Linked DNA regions of Triticum aestivum: region 2 is linked to region 1. A link is a contact called in public Hi-C data. All regions are on one chromosome and are shown on one strand. Each heading gives the region's core, a stretch centred on a gene start, on an enhancer-like site or on the middle of the called end of the contact. The rest is flanking DNA. Distances are from core to core; before and after follow the strand shown. Region 1 holds the start of LOC123142207. Region 2 holds the start of LOC123142246 (type I inositol polyphosphate 5-phosphatase 1).

Region 1 (2,794 bases), core at 199-2,698:
TTAATGTCGACTAGGTTCTCTGAAACTCTTGATTTCATATCTGAACTCTGAAGTAAGGCATTTACACTAATTTTACTTGAAGTTGCACATCACTGAAGTAGCTAATGGAAGAATCAAAGCTCTTGTGTAGCCGCATGGGATTTCAGTTGATATGTACTCTTTCCAGTGTCATTTGAGTATCAAATTAGCTACAGAAGTAGTCCATAGAGTTTTTGCTTATCCCCATTCCCCCACTTGTGGGTTGAAGAGCTCCAAGCAAAAGCAATTGAGAAAGGGGGGTCGCCCTGTCTCAGTCCCCAGCGATGGAAGAAGGGAGTACCAGGAGCACAGTTTGAGGAAGAATCCGAGATGATGTCGAGGCGAGGGAGGTGTCGATGAGATCACTGCAGCACTGACTGAAGCCAACGTGGGCGAGGACTTCAAGAAGGTAATCCCAATTGACAGAGTCTGTCAAATGCTTTTGCATTATGTAGCTTTAGGAAGACGGGTTGCTTGTTTGCACGGTGATGTGCTGATGGCTCTGAATAATACGTATTCTGCACATACAGGAAGTTATCATAAATACACCCGAAAAAAGAAAAAAAACTGATGGAGATGTTCTGCATTTCAGGGGCAATAGGTTAGCAAGGAATTTTCCGGGGATCTTCTCAACACGGTGAGTAAGGCTAATGGGCATTGTCTTTCTTTGGCACAACACAAGCGCAGTGATGGCGGTGTTGAGCAGGTTCCAGGTTGTAGCGTTGAGAGCAGATAGCTGAGTGAGGGCATTCTGTAAATCCATCCTAATTGTGTGCCAACAAGGTTTGAAGGAAAGGCCAATGAAACTGTCAGGCCTTGTGAGCAGCAATATCTCTGATGGTGGCACGGGTGATGAAGATGACCAAGGTCAAGGTGAGCACGAGGAAGATTCAGATAATCCCAGTTTATGCTCCCTGCAGAGTTGTCCCTTGTGCCCAGAGCAGCCCCAGCGGAGAGTCGAAATGTTCCAAGAGAGCAGCGGATTTGTCCTTGTGACTAGATACAGGAATGTTCTTCTTGTCATCAAGGAAAGTTATGTGAAAATAATATGTGGTGTTAGCATCGAAACTACTCTACGGACGACTCTGCATGCACGATATTTGGACGATGGCTTTCTTGAACAGTGCAGATTTGTTAAACTAAACTATCCAACGGATGTTGTTGCCATCGTCCACAAATCGTGCACAAAGGTATCGTCTGTGTAGCACTGCTCTGTTAGCATCATCGGCTTTGATCCAGACCTGCAGATTAAGAGCCTGTGCCGTTCTGGTGAGCTTGAGTCGGTTGTACTCCTATGCTTTTCTGCTGTTGGTATGTAAGTATATGCAGTAGTAGCATTTATTTATTCTGCTTATTATGCAATCACCTCACCTCTCTTAATGGTTAGTACTAAGTTGTAAGCCTGTCATTTATATGCAGTGTTCTCAACTCCGGTACGTAACCGCCTTCCTTCCTTCCTTCAGAGAGGGAGAGAGAGAGAGAGAGAGGGAGCGTGTCGTCGGGAGGGCAGCGCCGCCTACTTGCATGCATAAATACACCAGCAAACCAACTAGAGAATTGGTTCGTCGTCCCCGGGCAACGGCGACTCCTCCACCCCAGCCTCCTCCCTATCCAGGTGCTCTCTCTCTCTCTCCCTCGCTCTCTCTCTCTCTCTCTCTCTCTCTCTCTCTCTGTCTCTCTTCTTCCTCTCCCTTCTCCCTCTCCCCCAACCTGACGTGCGATGCTCCTTGATGGCCAGGCCGGCGATGGATCGATTGAAGAGGCTGTGCAAGGTGCTCGGGTCCAACTACCAGGAGCGGCTGGATGAGCTGGGGATAGCGGCGGGGCACAAGGAGATGGACGAGAAAACAAGCAAGGCCCTCGAGCAAACAATCGGGGAACTCGAGAAAGCCAAGGAAGCCAGGTTCTCCGAGGTTCGTCCTGTTCCGCCGCGCGTGCATCCCCATATCATCCATCCCTCCTTCTCGTCTGCGTTCCTGCACTTGTTCCCCGCCCGTAGCTGCCTAGCTCTAGCTGTGATTTGGGAGTCTGGCTTGGAATTTGGGACTGGATGCCACGGGTTTGGAAATTGGGGTCGGATGCCATCGGTTTCGAATTTGGGGCTGCTGGATGCCGTGAGTTTCGAATTTGGGGCCGGATGCCACGGGTTTGGAAATTGGGGTCGGATGCTGTCGGTTTCGAATTTGGGGCTGCTGGATGCCGTGAGTTTCGAATTTGGGGCCGGATGCCACGGGTTTGGAAATTGGGGTCGGATGCTGTCGGTTTCCAATTTGGGGCTGGATGCCGCGGGTTTCGAATTTGGTGCTGGATGCCACGGGTTTCGAATTTGGGGCTGGATGCCGTGGGTTTCCAATTTGGATTCGGGTGCCATGGGTTTTTCAATTTGGAGTTTGGATGCCGTGGGTTTCGAATTTGGGGCTGGATGGATGGACGCCCGCCATCCATGGTTCCGTGTTCCTTCCACCTGCGATCGTCTTCTCTTGGATGGAGATGCGAGGGATGCCATGGGGGTTATGGTGGGTTTAAGAGCAACAGAGTGTGTATTCAGCGAGCGTTCACTCAATCATCTCCACGCGCGCCCCGTTCGTTCCTGTCCGTTAGATCAGATCCATCGCATACGGGTCCGGGGATCAACACTGCCACAGCAATAGGCCTTGGCTGGCGGCGGCAGGAGGGAGTAGTGCTGTACCGGATGGGGGCAGCGGCGAAGGCGGTAGCAGATTGGGGCGGCGGCAGTGGACAGCGGCGCGGTGACCAGCACAAGAGGGCGTGAGGG
Region 2 (2,794 bases), core at 91-2,590, 570 kb after region 1:
TGCTGGCGGACAGGCCCTTTCCTCGAGACAGGCTCCGGTTGGGCGACAGGGATGGAATCCAGATTGGTTAGCTGGAGTTCGATGCTTTGAGTTCCCTTGTTTGGTAATATCATCCACTGGGGTTTGATGCCCGCTGGACTTCTGTCTCTTGGTCTTATCTGGCTAGGCGTGGAGACATACTGGTAGTTGCTTCTCTGGAAAAAATAGGTTATCCTTAGTTGGGTTTTGGCTTGCCTGTGTCATCAGGTTTTTGCCCCATGGCAGATGGTCCGCTCGAGGATCATCACGCGGTGGGTTTCCTGATGATGCACCAGCTCGCTCCTCCCCCTTTCAGGCTCATTATGCTTTTGCAGTTAGTTGTAGCCTTCGGGTTAGTCCCATTTAGTTCGAGTTATCATTCTGGTACTTTGAGCAAAAATGTTGGAATCTCAGACTGATGTATTTCCGTTGATTGCAAAAATTAATGGAAAGGGGTGTGAGCCCGGTTGTAAAAAAAAAAAAAATACCCGTACGGAACTGAACTGGGGACGCTCATGAATCATGAACTCAGACGAGAAAGCGAGCAATGAACAATTGAGCTGGGAAGGCTCGCCAATCATCCATTGTGAGGCTATCGGCGTTGCAAATTCGCAATGTGGTGGTCTGCATTTCTGTAAGCACAAAAAATCCCCCTCCAAAGGGATCGAAGCAGAGCGGCTCGTGCGCAGGAAATGGGGGAATGGATCACCGAAGAGAGGAGATGGGCGGACCTTGGTGGCCGGGCTCCTCGTCGTCGGTCTCGGCCTCGGCCTCGAACTCGTCGGCGCTGAAGTCGGAGTCGCCGGACCCGGCGCCGACGTTGAGCCACTTGCGCAGCACCACCCTGCGCCACAGCCGCTCCGCGTCGCCGCAGTCCGCGCCGCAGCACAGCAGCGCCGCCTCCGCCCAGCTCCGCATCACCCCCTTCGAAGCACAAGCAAGCAAGAAGCCACCGATTTCATCAGCAATCTACCACAAGCTAGTAATTCCCAAGCTCAAATCGCCAAGAACCAGTACCTGCTCCCGCTGACTCCCGCCGTCGCTCCGAGCACCTGCGTCCTCCTTATCCTGCTCATCTTGACAAGGTGGGAGCAACGGAGCCGCCGGGGAGGAGGAGGACGCCATTGCCGTTCTGTGCGGGCTCGTCGTGACTTGTCCGCGGGGTCATCTGGGTTTTGAAGCGGGGCGCCCCGACGACAGCCGTATCTGTGGCGGAAGTGTTCGTGGGGCAATTGACTGCCGCATCGTCGGCGGCGATGACGGACGGATGGATGGATGGATGGTTAAGACAGCGAGGAGTGCCGGCGACCCGTTCGGCTCGTCGCCCGCCGTCTCTTTCTTAAACTGTTTTGCCTTGCTCCTAACCGTATCATCATTATCTTATCTCAATAACGACATCGTTTATTTTATTTTTCTTCCACGAACTGGTTTTGAGTATTTTTCCAGCATTTTTTTTTTGCCGCCATGTGCATTTCATTCAGGAAGGAACACTTTGTTGCTGGGTATTTCTGTAATATTTGTCGTCAATTTTTTTTTTCATGCCCACGTGTCGTGCGATGCAGAAACGCGGCGTAATTTAAAGAAAAAAAGAGTACATGAAAGGCTCAGTTTTGCAGTTGCTGAACTGTAGTGCAATATAGTAAACTTATTTTATAATAATTTGTTATGAAAAAGAAGTCGTGAGACAGTGATCTGGTTAGCTAAACAGAACAATTGACAGAAAACTGGATTGCCATAATCCACCTCAATCAGCCGTAACTAACCTAACTGCCTAAGCACATTATTCTACAGCAGTAGTGTGCTGGATTTGGCCCAATCATGTGAATTAGTTGTGATTTCCAATGAGTTCCAATAAAAGGAAAATCACAAAGAGATCCTCAATGATTCGGCGACATGTCCCGGGCATATCCCTCCAACCTGATGATTAAACTCGAAGGAAAATACTACTACGTGTACCTGGGCTTTGGTACGGGATGAAATCGTGCAGGAAGCGAGTGCGCGACGCATGTTTATTTTCATATTCAGGGGATGACTAACCGGCCTCTTGGCATGGTTGAGGGTCATTTTTGTGTATGTATACTATGCTGTTGCGCTGACTATTAGCTTGAATTTTTCATACATGGAAGAAATAGTGGTGGAAACAATGCTTCAACCAGTTAATGATCATCTTCTTCTGCACCAGCAGATGGTGGGCAACCAATAACGATAGCTGATAATGGCTATAGTTAAGTCATCTCGATATGATTAACTAATTAGAACAGTCCAAGATCAAGATGAAAGCAGCCGTTGCCTAATGCCAATAATCAAACCGCTTCTCCCGATTACTTCTTCTGATCATCATCACAGGCCTGAACCGTTCCGAGCCAATAAGCAAGCAATTTGAAAGAAATTATAAAAGGGAATTAGGAAACAGACAGAGGTCGGCAAGAGGCATGGCCACACGCAACGGGGTCGCCGTGGCGAGTGGACAAGGTGATGTTGAGCTGGATCGGATCCCTTTGCAGATACTACCAACGCTTATCAGCTGGACTTTTCTTTTTCTTCTCCACAATAAAACGTGCAAGCATGGACCAACCAGCGCTAATTTTCCCTTCATCAGCAGAGACTATCAAACCAGCGAAAAACAGGCATCATAAACCATCTACTCCCTCCGTCCGGAAATACTTGTCCCAGAAATGGATGTATCTAGACATATTTTAGTTCTAGATACATCCATTTCCATTCATTTTCGTGACAAGTAATTCCAGACGGAGGGAGTACTACATTGCTAGTAAAA

Evidence for each region. A called contact is a pair of places that touch in the nucleus more often than the background predicts.
Region 2: a contact with region 1 is called in a Hi-C map of leaf, with 7 times the contacts expected there. The contact joins the promoter of LOC123142246 here to the promoter of LOC123142207 in region 1. A contact is called at or near these places in 2 of 5 Hi-C or Micro-C datasets (both in leaf).

Annotation. Positions count from the first base shown.
Region 1 is chr1B:610,900,773-610,903,566 of IWGSC CS RefSeq v2.1, forward strand. LOC123142207 reads left to right here and starts at 1,449. Exons shown (of 7, transcript XM_044561206.1): 1 at 1,449-1,633; 2 at 1,757-1,931. The coding sequence starts at 1,764.
Region 2 is chr1B:611,467,691-611,470,484 of IWGSC CS RefSeq v2.1, forward strand. It overlaps LOC123142246 (type I inositol polyphosphate 5-phosphatase 1), which reads right to left and starts at 1,341. Exons shown (of 10, transcript XM_044561237.1): 1 at 1,036-1,341; 2 at 750-942. The coding sequence starts at 1,143.